3 separate regions of the Mus musculus genome follow, and regions 2 and 3 are each linked to region 1. The links are chromatin contacts, called in public ChIA-PET and HiChIP or PLAC-seq maps. All regions are on one chromosome and are shown on one strand. Each heading gives the region's core, a stretch centred on a gene start, on an enhancer-like site or on the middle of the called end of the contact. The rest is flanking DNA. Distances are from core to core; before and after follow the strand shown.

Region 1 (4,427 bases), core at 1,125-3,624:
TGGTTAGGGTCGGCCAGAACCACTTCCACGAAAACATTGTAGTGGGCGGTGGGGTTGAGTCCGTTTATGTTGAAGCTCAAGAAAGGAAACATGCGCCTGTGCAAAGAACAGAACCAGAGGAAATTATTTAAGTAGCGGCTCTGGTCCCTCCCGGACACATGGGGGGTCTGCAATAAACAGCAAACAAACAAAAATGGCTACTACGGCCTGAAACTAAGAAAATGGTTTTAAATTGACATATTTATTTGGAACAGCCTCCAAATCAGTATTTTCCCTAATTCGCGTGCTTCTTTTCTGAGACATCCATCTATTTTCAGGTATCTACTAGGTTTCTTTCTGAAATGTCTAAAATTATTTTTAAAGACATAGGTGACTGAGAACATTAGGCCGGAGCGCGCCTTCTTGCACTCTCTCTCTCTCTCTCTCTCTCTCTCTCTCTCAACGAGCCCTCTTTGGGTCCCTGTCTCCCAATATCCACTCCTCACTTCCTCAAGAAGTAGCTGATGACAATTTGAAGGTGTGCCTGAACTTTCTGGTCCCTTCCCCGCAAGCAGAGCCCCCTCCCCCAAACATCTGGCTCCAAAAACTGTCTACCTAGTCACCAGCTCAAACCGACTTCTTTCTGCTCTTCTTACAGAAGAGCCCCACCAAACCAAGGAGCTTTAAAAAGCTTCTTTTCAAACACTTGTGCGCAGGCCGCAGCCAGCTCCAGCTAGCCCTCTTTCGCTATGCAGCCCACAAATCGCCTGCTGCAAACCCAGGAGCCAGCGGGTCACGTAGATCTGCCCTCAAGGGTTCATTCCCAAATTTCCATCTCCGCCTCCTCCTCCTCCCAGTCAATCCCGGTGAAGGTGACTAGAGAGGAGAGTAACGTGGGCTCGGAGCCCAAGCTACAGGTGTGCCTTAGGAAGTAAGGGACACGACTTTGGAGATATGATGTACCACTTAAACACCCTAAGCAGAGCCCGCAGTGTGCGGACAACCAGGCGCCTGGGGTCCCTCCACCCTGCACTCACCTGCCCTGTTTGGTGATGATCATCTCAGTTTGGTGCCGGTGGAATTTGAGCCATAGGGGCCGGTTGCACAGGTAGACGTGGGCGCGGAAGCCGGAGCCAGGCACCCCTAGGCCCCCCAATCCTCCACAAGACCCGGCCGCTGAGGTTCCGGCGTATGGCCCGTAGAGCGGAGAACCCTGGCCGTAGGGATAGGCGCCAGGACCGCCGGCACCACCGCCGCTGCTACCAGCGCCGCTCCCCGAACCCGCAGCGGGGCCGAACTGCGCCCTCGCGGGCGGGCACACGGCGGCGGGGAATCCACCGGGGGGCAGCATGGAGCCGTAGGGGTAGCGCGCGCCATTGGACGCGGGGTACACGGGTCCGTGGGCTGCTCCGGCCGCCGCCGGGTACTGGAAGAGCGAGCAGGGCGCGGCGAGCTCGGAGCCCTGCGGTCCCGGCGACGGGAGGTAGTAGCGCTCGGAGCTCAGGCTGTCCATGGAGTAGCGCGCGGTGGCCGCGGCGGTGGCGGCGGAGGGCAGCTCCTCCTCCGCGCACGGGGAGCCCTTGCGGCCGTCCGGGGGCCCGGGCTTGGCCACCGCCGAGGTGCTCCCGAAGGTGTCCCCAGCGTCCGCGTCACTGAGCATGGCCGCGGGGGCCCCCGCGCCGGCGCCTGCGGGTTCTGCGCTCCCCGCCTGGCACGGGAGACTGCCCGGAAACTTCTTGGACGCTTTGTCTAAGTCCAGCCTCTGGGGCGAGGGGGCAGCACCGGGGAGGAGGCTGACGCTCCCTCCGCCTCCCCCTCCTCCTCCGCCTCCTCCTCCTCCTCCTCCGCGAGCACTCTCCAGCGAGTAGAAGTGCGCGCCGGGCAGGTTCACCGAGCTCACCAGGAGCTGCTCTCCCAACTGCATGCTTTAGCGAATCGCAGACGGCAACCGGCTGCCTCCTCGCCTCCCGCGGCCTGGTTATAAAGGCCAGTTGGGGGAGCCAGCGCCCTCTTCCGAGGGGAAGGTAATGTCCCCTTCCTCCCTCGCCTAGGCTACCCACCTGCGGACCTGCGGGGCGGCTTCAGCGCGCGCCCAATTTAGCGTCCTTCCCTCAAGGGAACAAACTCGGGATTGTAGGTGCCCCTTTCCTTCCGCAAGAAAACAAACCCCGGGTTGTAGGTGTCTCTCTCCTTCCTTCCTTCCTTCCTTCCTTCCTTCCTTCCTTCCTTCCTTCCTTCCTTCCTTCTTTTCTTCCTTCCCTCCTTGTCTAACCTCTCAGGACCCCTACACTCACACTAAGGAAGAAGAGGACTTAGCTCTGAGTTCCCATTTAGCAACCAGCCATTTCCTCTCGGCTGGCTCTGCTAAACTCTAGGCATACTTGACCGCTTGGAAACTTGTGAGCGGTGGTTGGCTGCTTATATATGTGCGGCCAGGGAGGGGCTTCGCAGCCCCATGGCTAGGGGACTTTGCTATTGGCTGTTAGAGGTGACACTAATTCAATTAAGTATTTATTAATTGGATCGGGTCGCCTGCGAGTTTCATTTTCTCTTAGCTTATTTGGCTGTTATTGCTGGTTTGGTGTTTCTTTAAGCGTCTTTGGGAGAACTATATCCCACTGAGAATCAATCCTGGTGTACCCGGTGGCTCTATGGCGCCGGAGAAACGGGTTTGAAGTCTGCGAACATGGTCTACCCACGGCATAGGAATCATTCCTGAGTTCGGGTCTAGTTTGGCAGGTCCCAGAGGCCCGTGAAGGCGTCTTTACAAGCTCCCTGCTCGCAGGAAGGCTCAGGTCCCCGGGGGTGCAAATCTAGGGGAGGGCTGGAGAGCGACCCGAAGTCTCTGCGCACACCCTCCTTCTGACTTCCTGGCCTTCAGCACACAGGAACCGCTTTTTGTCCTGTCCCATCTTTTAGCGTAAAGACTTGGTGGAGAGAAACCTCGCGTTCAGTTTTTGGGATTCCAGAGATGGCAAAAGGATTCCGCGTCTGAATCAGAGACTCCAGCTTCTAGCTTCTGAAGTGGGCTTCTGAAGACCCAACATGAGCCTGACCGGACGAACCAAACACTCAGTATTACAACCGCGCTAAAACACCGGCTTCCCCGAGGCCGTCACTTTCATTACTCAGAATTCCCTCTGCTCGGTTTTTTCTAAACACTGGATGTTTCCTACCTCCCCCAGCCCCCGCTTTCGCCAACATCTTTGGTGGGGACTGACACTAAGACACAAAGGTTCCCTAGCAGCTGTGCAGTTAAGATTCCCTGCGCCTCTCTGCGGCACAATACAGAAGGCAGAATAATTAGTGAAATAATCAGTTTGATATTGAATTAAGCTCCTTTGCTCCAGCTGCCTGTTTTTCCCCCCTGCGTTTCCGCAAACAGTCAAGGACGGGGCCGTCATATTTTATTGTTTTATTATTACAGAAGGGGGAACACGTTTCGTTGACGATGAGAAGCCTGTACATTCTCCTCTAATAAGCAATTACGGACGCCTGCAGTAGTCGCTCCAGGAGCGCATTTTCCGGTCGAGATGTAGGGACTCTGCTTCCCCCAACCCAATGCGATCACACGGGAAACTTTTGCCGAGAACAGATGAGGTGGCCGCGGGATCTGCTAAGCGCTCAGACGCCAGCAGCAGATCCGCGCGAAGCTTTCCAACCTGGGTCCAAACCCCGCGAATCACGAACGTGGGCACGCCCGTGTTAGGGAGTGGAGCGATCCTTCATGGACTTGGATGCTGTGTGGGGTTTTGATAGAATAGCGTAGTGGGTCTTGGGCGCTCGCAAAGCTTTTCAAGTGTTTTGGAACAACAACCTTGTCAATTTTGGCTCAGAGAACTCGGGCTGACATCCTGCGCGATCAGTCCAGAGATCCCAGCTCCGATTTGGTCTCGGGCTCCGTCCCGCATGTTTTTGTTTTGTTTTGATGCAGCGAAGCCTTTGGGATTAATTTTTATTCCCCTCAAAGGGTGCGAGATATTGAACGTGAGGATTCCACAAGGGGGATGCGAGTTCCAAGAAAAGGGCCTCACTGCGCTGGGGACTCAACCTGGAGTCTTCGTTAGCCTGGCCCTGAGCTGCAGGATGTCTGAGGGAGATGTAGGTGTGAGACTGAATCTCACGTTATCTGCAGATGGGGTGACTGAAGTTATATGTCAGTTTTGTATTATAACACAGCCAGAAGTAAGGTCCCTTCAAAATACTTTGAAGAGACCGGGGAAACGCTGGCGTGGCACAGTGCCACACAGGCAACGGGCACCGTTCAGACCCACTCTGGCGCAAGTAACTCAGACCAGCTGTCTCCCTAACCACATCAGAATCGGGTTCATTCTATCCTACCCCTAGAGCAAGCTCATGAAGGAAGGCGCATAGGTTCGTTTCTAGTGCCATCAAATTATTAACTCGGTGTAATTCAATCTGTGTAACTAGAATTTGAACGGATTCCT
Region 2 (4,871 bases), core at 1,208-3,707, 550 kb after region 1:
CAGAGGGTCAGGAAATTGAACAGAGGTGTGTAGCCATGGGAGAAAGGGAACTGGGGGTAGCCTACAGAGAGTAGCAGTTGCCAGGAAAGCAAGCAGCTCCCAGAACCCAACTTGGATGGATGACCTTAGCTGAAATACCCCACAAAGGGGAGAGAGAACCTGTAGAGACCATATCCAGAGGTTAGGCATGGATCCCGAAAGAGAGATGGGGCCACCCACCCGTCTCAGAATTTTAACCCAGAATTGTTCCTGTCTAAAGGAAATTCAGGGACAAAGTGTGCAGCAGAGACTGAAGGAAAGGCCATACAGAGACTGCCCCACCTAGGGATCCATCACACATGCAGACACCAAACCCAGACACTATTGCTGATACCAAGAAGTGCTTGCTGATAGGAGCCTGATATGTATGTCTCCTGAGAGGCTCTGCTAGAGCCTTACTGATACAGATGCTTGCAGTCAACCATCAGACTGAGCACAGGGACCCCAATGAAGGAGTTAGGGGAAGGACTGAAGGGGTTTGCAGCCCCATAGAAAGAACAACAATATAAACCAACCAGACCCCCCACCCCCATCCCAGAGCTCCCAGGGACAAAACTAGTAACCAAAGAATACACATGGAGGGACCCATGGCTCCAGATGCATATGTAGTAGAGGATGGCCTTATCTGGCATCAATGGGAGGGGAGGCCGTTGGTCCTGTGAGGGCTCGAAGCCCCAGAGTTGGGGAATGCTAGGGCGGTGAGCCAAGGAGTGGGTGGGTGGGTATGGGAGCACCATTATAGAAGCAGGGGGAGAGGGAGAAGGGAGGGAGTTTTCAGAGGAGAAACCTGGAAGGGGGATAACATTTGAAATGTAAATAAATTAAATAACCAATAAAAAGATTATGAATTAGATGGCATTAACTAAAGATGCAGCTTTTACTGTATTCATGATTTCCTTTAGTTGTCTCTGAGACTGAAGGTTTGCTGAAAGAACTGGAGAAAATGCTGCAACAAATCCAAGAACCCACAGCAAGAGAGGATGAGTCACAGGGAGAGCAGGTTGGTATGCAGAGGCACCACCAGCAGCTTCAGGTTCTCAGACTGATGGGCATTTCAGTCATATACGTACCTTTCTCCACGTCTAAAATCTGAGCCACTGATCATCATGATGTTAATGAACTGGAGGCTGTCAAGAAGCCAAACTATATTCCTGGGAAAATGTGAGATTACACAAAGGTAGTCATTTAACTTTAGATCTTTGGGGTTGGGAATGAAGGAAGATGCAGGGGTTTCCTGTAGCTGAGGTGGACCATTGCAGAGAGACCTGGGATTGGCCATCATGACACAATACTTGACAGAAATGACTAGAAGAGATGTCAGTTCATCTTGGAGGACATGCTGGTGCAGAGCACCGCACACCCAGGTAAGATAGGAAGCAGAAGAAAGAGAAGACAGGAAGGGGCCAGGGCAAGAGAGCACCCATGGGCATGGCCCCAGTACCTACTTCCAGATGCTCTACCCCACCCCCTGCCTGCCACTCCCTAGCTCCCAGTAATAACTCTCCAGCTGTGTTATGAATATGCCATAGAAGTCATGTGTTGGTTAGCTCAGAGTCTTCATGCTCTGTCTCTAGAAAAGCCCAAACTGACATACCTGCTTGCTAAATATCATTAATTCGATGGAGATTTCTTAATTCAGTGAAGTTGACAGTTTTAGATGAATAGCAATATTATTATTATTATTAAAGATAATAATATTATCTTTCCAGGTAAGAGAAGTGAGGTATAGGAGTAGCAGATCCCTGGCACAGGGGAGTAGCTTGGTCAGAACCTTCTCTGTCCCATCTGGGCACTGAAACGTGCATGTCTGGGCTACTGTAAGGCAAAACCTCTCAGTGTTAACAGAGCAGAGGTGGAGCTCACCAGGGCACCCATGTCATCTCCACCACGTCTGGGCTAGCTCCTATTTCCTCTTGTTTTTAACTAATTATGTTATATTCAGAGAGCTGTATGTTCTTACTATCCAATATCTTTGTAAATGGAATGAGAATTTGTGATAGAAAGCTCAGACCATTTATAAAAGGCAGCACTGGGCCAATCATGCATAAAAATCAGTCTCAGGACAGACACTTAACCCTCTGGTATAGTTGTTTCCTAACTAGGAAACAAACGGCAGTGGGAGGTTACATAGGTTTCATTAATTCATTCAGATACATAGTGTGCCCCAGTCAAAGAGACACACCAAGACAGAATCCCCGATATAATCATTGCGATTTTATTGCCTTATTATCATTTGTTAATAACATAAACTTAATGTAATCCAGGTTCTGCAGCTAAGGACTCATGCCACTTAGCAGTTACTCATGCCCTACTTTAGAGAATTGTCTTAGGAGTCAGATACGACAAACGCGCTGTGTCCGAGGTGACAGTGGGCGGTGCTAGTTCTAAGAGGAGAATTCTTAACTTCCTCTCTTGTTTCCCCCATGCTCACCCAGGGACACTACATCTCTGCCAGTTCCTCTCAGTGATAGCTGGATTTAGAAGTGGGTGGATCGTTCATGCATGTCAGACTGCAGGCTTCGGTTAGATCCTTACCCAGTATGAAGACATGGATCCTCCATATTTTTTCTAGCTCTCCTGCAGATAGGGCCTCCCTTGGTGGTGTGGGTTCTCTGTGTAGTAGAGGCTTTCCTCAAACATGAATCCATCTGTCTCAGCTCTAACTCCTAAGAGCTGGAGCCGTAGGTGTTCAGCTAAAGATGAGTCTTTAACGCCTTTCTTCCTGAGTTAAAGATTAAGGAAAGTGTACAGAATGTAGCATCCTAGAGATGAATGTGTTAGAGGAAGTAGACGTCAGCCTTTGCTGAGGTGGAAAACACAGAAAGCTCCCACTCAGTGCCAGCAGCACAGCTGCCCTGATCTGCAGGCTGTGACTCAGCCTACAGTGCATTTCCCACCACGCTTCCCATGTGTGGCTGCACTTGTAGAACAGGATGTGTAGACTGGTGACATGGGTAATAATACAAATTACACACACACACACACACACACACACACACATATATATATGTATATATATGTGTGTATATATATATATATATAATACAATAACAAATAATACATCTATACAATAATACAAATATAAATATACAAATTATTCCTTCTTAGCAATTGTGTGCTCAGTTCAACACTACATGGTTTTATGCAGTGTGGTTTGTGGTTTGTGGTTTGTGGGTTTTTTTCCCCTTTCTTTCTTTTTTAGCCCCAGCGGTTTGTCTTCTCAAAAATACAGCCTGACTGGTTTTTATAGTGACATCCTGGAGTTTTTACAGCCACAGACTGGCCTCCATTTTGCTGTCAGAACTAGTAGCTTGATGGAATAGAAACCACTTTTGATTTATTTTTATTTCTAATGCTAAGATACATAGCTTTAATACAGCCCCAGGTAGGCCTTCTTTTGTTTTAGATTCTTGTATTGTTCTGCACTTTTAAAAGGCATTTAGGAACTATGAGAGTTACTTATTTTAATTTACTGCCAGGTGAGGACCTCCTACAGGCTCTCACTAGCAGCTCCTGATGTCTCTGGAAGTTTCGGGCTTCCTCACTGTTAATGAGGAGAGCAGCCATGAAACCAGCCATTAAAGCTGTAGCAATTTCCACCTTAAAAGTAAAGAAGTAATCACACACCCCTGGGGTTTGTTCTTTTATTTCTTCTTTATTTTCATTGTTTCTGCAAAGAATTAATGTGGCTTCTACTTAAAACTGGAGAAGTGCTTTATGTAGGGATTTTCTTTTTTAGAAGATGCTCCTTGATACACTAAACACACTAAAGAGAGTCAGCAGACAATTCCAAATCTGGACTATGTTGACTCTGAGCAGACACCATGTGAGCCCCTTTCAGAGTTGTGAATTTGCTGTGTTTTTCATTGCTGCCTGTCAGATTTATTTCTTATGATTCCTAAGCATGTGTGCCAGACATGAAGGTAGGAAGAGCACACACCCACTGATGATCAAAGCTCTCTCCTGTGTGCTCTGGCAGATGAGCATCCTCTCCTGAGTCTCCTTCCCAAGGACACTCTAGCTAATACTAACACTGCTTACAGGCCCTGTCTGACTTGGCAACAATGGAGAAGTTAATTAGACCTTTAGAAATCCACCTCATTTTAAAATAGATAATCCATATGCAAATAAGGATGTTTGCTGAATAATTATTTGGATTAAAAGGTACATATTATATCGTGAACTATATGCATATCCTTGTCTTTCAATTGCATGAGAGGCTGGTCTTCCTGTAGTGAACTTTAAAAGTGAATCTCATGTTAGTATGTGAGTGCACAGTGAGTTACCACTGTCTTGCCCATCTAAGCTAGAGTAAGGACTTTTTGTGGATAATGTAAATACTTATTAAAGAATGACCACAGAATATGTAACTGGAACTATTATAAAATGTATTTTATATAGTATTCTTAAAAACAAACCAATATAGAAAACTCAGATGGAAGATAACACTGTCCCAAGGTATAAACTTTAAAATGTAAGTAGATGACATTGGAGAAAAGAGGCAGAACCTAAGGGACAACTTAGTGCCCCCTCCCCCATCTTTAATAGACATCATGATATACACAGAGCTTATCACTGACCACTTGCACATAACACCCTGTGCATCAATGTGTTGGAGGAATGCTGATCTCAGAAACCAAGCAGTCCTCTGTAGGTGTGATGAGCATTGTGGAGGACCTGCTGCAGTTATGATGAGCTGTGTGAAAGACCTGCTGTAGGTGTGATGAGCTGTGTGGAGGACCTGCTGTAGCTGTGATGAGCTGTGTGGAGGACCTGCTGTAGCTGTGATGAGCTGTGTGGAGGACCTGCTGTAGCTGTGATGAGCTGTGTGG
Region 3 (4,585 bases), core at 1,710-4,209, 570 kb before region 1:
CTGGGTCAGTGATGGGCAGGACCACGCTTTGAGCAGGGCTGCTCAGTTATGCAAACCTGAGTCCTCCTTTTAACTCTCAACCTCGCAGCAGGACTCAGGGTGGGGCTCACTGCACTATTTGTTTCTTTTCTCAGTGTGGCCACATCAGTCACATTTCCTTTTTATGCTTTTCATTATTGTGTGCTTGGTTAGTTAGTGTGGTGAGCGTGGGTGTCCGTGGTTAGTGTGGTGAGCTTAGGTGTCTATGGTTAGTGTAGTGAGCATGGTTGTCTATGGTTAGTCTGTTGAGCTTGAATGTCTATAGTTAGTCTGTTGAGTTTGAATGTCTATAGTTAGTGTGGTGAGCTTGGGTGTCTATGGTTAGTGTGGTGAGCTTAGGTGTCTATGGTTAGTGTAGTGAGCATGGTTGTCTATGGTTAGTGTAGTGAGCATGGTTGTCTATAGTTAGTCTGTTGAGCTTGAATGTCTATAGTTAGTCTGTTGAGTTTGAGTGTCTATAGTTAGTGTGGTGAGCTTAGGTGTCTATGTAGTGAGCATGGTTGACTAAGTGCAGCCTGCAGGCCTGTCAGCGATTAGGATCTAGGATCTGACCCACAAAGTTCTGATGACATTAGCATGGAGGGGACCATTGTCCCTAGACAGGGACAGGCACCATAAGCAGACAAAGCTTTGCAGACGCCTAGACAGGGGTGCTGTCTGCTCTGCAGCCAGGACAGGCTGTGCTAGCGCGTCAGCACCTGGAATAAAAGCAAATCTCATACAGTGGGCAGTGGGGGCAGGGGCACTGTTGAGAGATCTAGATTGAAAACTGGAACCTGCTCCACGGGTGCTACAAACAAGACAAAAGCTCTGTCAACTCAGGACAGAGACTGCATAGGACTGTGACGGATTCTGCAGCAGGCGACAGACTCAGGTGACCTGAGAAGGTTGGGTCAATGAATCATAGGCCTTCCTGATCCAGCCTTGAAAGATGGCTGAACTCTATACACAGGCTCTGCAAATTCCTTGCTCTGAAAATCTGAGTGTGGGGATGGGGTGCAGGGGGTGTGGGGTCAGGGTGCAGGGGGGTTGTAGGGGTGGGGTACAGGGGGCTGTGGGGTCAGGGTGCAGGGGGACTGTAGGGATGGGGTGCAGGGAGCCACGGGGATGGGACGGGGTTCATTCTGTTATCACTATCTGTTATCTCTTCACTGTCCAGCCCTTTGGAAACCGCAAGCAGCCACGAGTTGGATGGGTGTGTAGTTGAAGTATTTTGTTTTTCCTCAATGCAACTTCCCACATCTAACTGAAGTCCTGGCAGCTCGCTAAGCAGACACAGTCACTGGGTTCTGAGTCTCCTGAGTGGGTGGCCCTGGTGCAGCAGTGACTGACTTCCTTTCTCTTAATTTGAACATCCAGCTCTGCTCTACCATAGCAAGAACACCCTCAGACCCGCTGCCCCATGTGACCGTGAGAGGACTTGGCGAGGTAAGAGTTACAGAGCCACAGGTGCCTGAATTCTTTACTCCTTTGTTTAGGGCCCCTGAGGGCTAGGCTCAGGACAAGGTGGCCTGGAAAGAGGGTGTGGCCGGGGGACTGTCCACACTGAGTCACAGCAGAGGAGGCTGTGGGCTGGGCATGTCATGGGAGAGCCTGTGTGCTGTTAGCATGGCTCTCCCGACATGGAACAGAAGGAGTCCATAGATAGTTGTTGATTGACCAAGGGAGTCACCAGGCGTGCCAGCAGCACCTCTAGTTGAGGTCATTGTGTGACAATGACATATATGATGGATGGGCACAGTGGTCACACAATGGTCCTTTCCAGCAACGGAGAACATGGCACACCATGGTGGGTATAGTGACTTGCAACAGGACCCTTCAGCAAGGACAGAGTCTATACATCAAACCAGCTACAGGAAAATGATTAGGGACCCAGACAGACAGAGACCCGAGGCACAGAGCCAGAAGGTAGTGGCCAGGTAGCTCTAAGGGCCACAGTGGAGTGGGAAGGACACCGTCCAACTTCGGGGCCACAGAGAAGAGGAGGGCATATTGGCAGCTGGAAGCAGTGTCTAACCTGGCTTCTCAGAGAGGGGCAGCAGTGGCCCAGGGGTGGCTGGGAAGGAGCCCCAAAACCCACAGCCTGGAGAGTCAGACTGGAGCTGAGCCCCCATCCCTCTTGCTAGAGGAGGCAAGAGAACTTTAAAGCACGGGGTGTCTTTACTCCTCTTACACTTTGTGTTCCCTCCCCTCCCGCTAGAGGTTTCTTCTCTTCCCACGGAGTCACCCGTGGCTCACGAGAGCCCCAGCCCATGTGTGTCCCCTTTTACCAGTACATCCCCCATGGGGACCCCATCTCCCCCACCCCCTGCCCTCCTAGAAGCCCTCTCATTTCCCAGGGTGAAGTTCCTTTCTCTCCGACACTGGCTTTCTCTCTGCCCCTCTCCGCAGGGGCTCTAACCCACTGTGTGTGTGTGTGTGGGGGGGAGGGGGTCCCAGTCTCCTTGGCGGCCAGGCCGCTTGTCTTGTCGTTTGTCGCCTTCCTTCAGGTGACCCTTCTCCCTTCCAGCCGACCCCTCCTCCTGAACAAGGTGTACTTGAGGGTAGACCTCGAGATTCCTTTGCTTAACTTCCAGGAAGGGAGGGCATAGCCTGCTGGAGGGTCGTGAGTCAGGCGAACTGACTCTGGGGGGTGACAGAGAGCCCACCCACGCAAAACCCGCCGCTTCTTCCTCTCACGCTGGCTTGCCACAGTGGTCCTCCTCCACCCACGCGCAGATAGCCAAGCGTTCTCACCGTGGGGCTGCCCTCAATCCTACCAGCCTTCAGCCGCTGTATGATCCCCGAGCCCTAGAACGCCATGCCTTCCCTCTGCGTTCCCAGCAACCCCTCTACCGGGTCCCCCACCCCCACCCCAGTCCAGGCCTACCTTCTGGGAACTGCCTCTGCACCTTCCTTCACTCAGCCTGTGGGCAACACTAGGCCCCTCCCTCCGAACTGTAACTCAATCCCAGCTCCCGCCTTGCAGGACACACCCCGTGCTCTGTGCAGCATGGACAGGGAGGGCATTCAGAGTTAGTCAGTCAATAAATATTGACCAAGCCGTCTGGGAGCCAGCCCCCTTCCCGTGGCCTGGTAGATTACTTCTTCGGTACCAGTGGGCAGAGAAGGCTAGGGGTGGAGGCCTGATCAAGGCTGAGGTGGACTGTGGAATACACCGATTTCTCATTGGGGAGCTCAAGTGGGCAACCGCCCCCCTACCCCCGCGGGTTGGGCTCCTTTTGGATCTAGAGGTTCAGACCACCATAGTGAGTCAAGTGATATGAAGGTCATTTTAGGAGGTGGAGGAAACGCCCGGGGCTGCCTCCCAGAATTTCTGACCCCGACCTCCCATCTCGGGCTGGCTGCCCAGCACAGAGGTCCCCAGGGAGCCTGATATCCATCGTGGGAGAGGCCGGTGGAGTCTACAGCAAGGAGATCCCTTCCACACCCTGGCTGCCCCTCTGTTACTCCTGATTGTGGGATAGGAGGACGCTGGAAATAGAACCTTCCAGAAATGCCTGGGACACAACTTTCCTTTACCTCCTGCCTGTCACAGCACAGATCTCAGTCACAGCCAGCGTCAGCCAGCACATGCCTTCCCTTCAACCCCACTAGATCCTGCCTGCAGACAGTATGCAAGACCTCTCTCTGCAGCGGATTCTTCACTTACAAAGTCTCATGGCTCAGGACTAGACACTCCAGAAACTCTGGGCCAGCCTGTGCCCAGTGGTCAGTGTGTGTATGTGTTTTATTTTGCTTTGTTTTGGTCAGACAGTGTCATACTGTATAGCCCAAGCTGTCCTGAAACTCACAGTCCTCCTGCCTCAGCCTCCTGAGGGTTGGGATAGACAGATGGACATATGCAAGAGACACGGTTGTGGGTTAGCTGTGTGTAAAGGAAGCCTGTGTCACGAGGAACTTGGCTAGTCCTGTGTCTGGCTCACAGTAGAGAGTGTTGGGCTTCCTCTGTGCTCTCAGTCACCTGTCCCCTGTCCCCATGTCCCGTGTCACCATCCCCTTTCCCCTTTCCCAATCTGCTGGACTCTCACTTCTGTGTGGCCAGTGTTGGCTGGTTCCGGTAACACCTTCCCCTTCTTCTCTCTCCATCTGTCTCTTCTGGGGTCTCTAAGGGTCAGCGTGTACACAGCCCAGACCTCAGTCCCTCTCCATTGTCCACTTTACTTGCAAGTTCCAGGCCCAAGGGTGAAAGACCCCTGGTTTCCCAGCCTCTTCCCCTCTCTCATCCCCCGACCCCCCACCTAAACATGGTCTTCTCCCTGGACTGGGTAGTCACATTGCTTCCTGCATACTGCCCTGCTCTGGGAGCCAGCTTCAGCCAGTTGGTGGCATGAGTCACCCTCTGTCTTGGCCTCCCTGGTCCTGCATCTTCCTTCTCACAGCCGCCAGAGGGACTTGGATTACATTTTTGTTGTTCTTGGATTTATTTATTTATTATTCTGTGTGTGTGTGTGTGTGTGTGTGTGTGTGTGTGTGTGTGTGAGAGAGAGAGAGAGAGAGAGAGAGAGAGAGAGAGAGAGAGAACTTTCACAGAAGTCATGGGGTG

The links. ChIA-PET counts read pairs in DNA pulled down with a chosen protein or histone mark. HiChIP or PLAC-seq counts read pairs in DNA pulled down with a chosen protein or histone mark.
Region 2: a contact with region 1 is called in an RNA polymerase II ChIA-PET map of memory CD8 T cells, with 34 read pairs. The contact joins the enhancer-like site here to the promoter of Eomes in region 1. A contact is called at or near these places in 2 of 39 promoter capture datasets (both in liver) and 1 of 115 datasets of contacts at active chromatin or transcription factors (memory CD8 T cells).
Region 3: an H3K27ac HiChIP or PLAC-seq map of extraembryonic endoderm stem cells shows a contact between it and region 1, with 2.9 times the contacts expected there. The contact joins the promoter of Vill here to the promoter of Eomes in region 1. A contact is called at or near these places in 2 of 115 datasets of contacts at active chromatin or transcription factors (extraembryonic endoderm stem cells and pancreatic cancer cells) and 1 of 9 other capture datasets (embryonic stem cells).

Annotation. Positions count from the first base shown.
Region 1 is chr9:118,476,136-118,480,562 of GRCm38.p6, reverse strand. It overlaps Eomes (eomesodermin), which reads right to left and starts at 2,374. Exons shown (of 6, transcript NM_010136.3): 1 at 1,017-2,374; 2 at 1-96. The coding sequence starts at 1,903. It overlaps Gm33408 (a long non-coding RNA gene), which reads left to right and starts at 1,915. Exons shown (of 5, transcript XR_871338.1): 1 at 1,915-2,003.
Region 2 is chr9:117,925,252-117,930,122 of GRCm38.p6, reverse strand. It overlaps Zcwpw2 (zinc finger, CW type with PWWP domain 2), which reads left to right. Exons shown (of 9, transcript NM_001378466.1): 8 at 942-1,039. Among named protein-coding and RNA genes, the nearest start is that of Azi2, 110 kb to the left of the region's middle. Within about 2 kb of position 2,457, at least 69 of the 459 cell types and tissues checked have an H3K27ac peak or open chromatin away from gene starts, as enhancers often do. A contact at or near this core is called in memory CD8 T cells, where this site is marked.
Region 3 is chr9:119,051,152-119,055,736 of GRCm38.p6, reverse strand. It overlaps Vill (villin-like), which reads right to left and starts at 2,959. Exons shown (of 20, transcript NM_001164567.1): 1 at 2,909-2,959.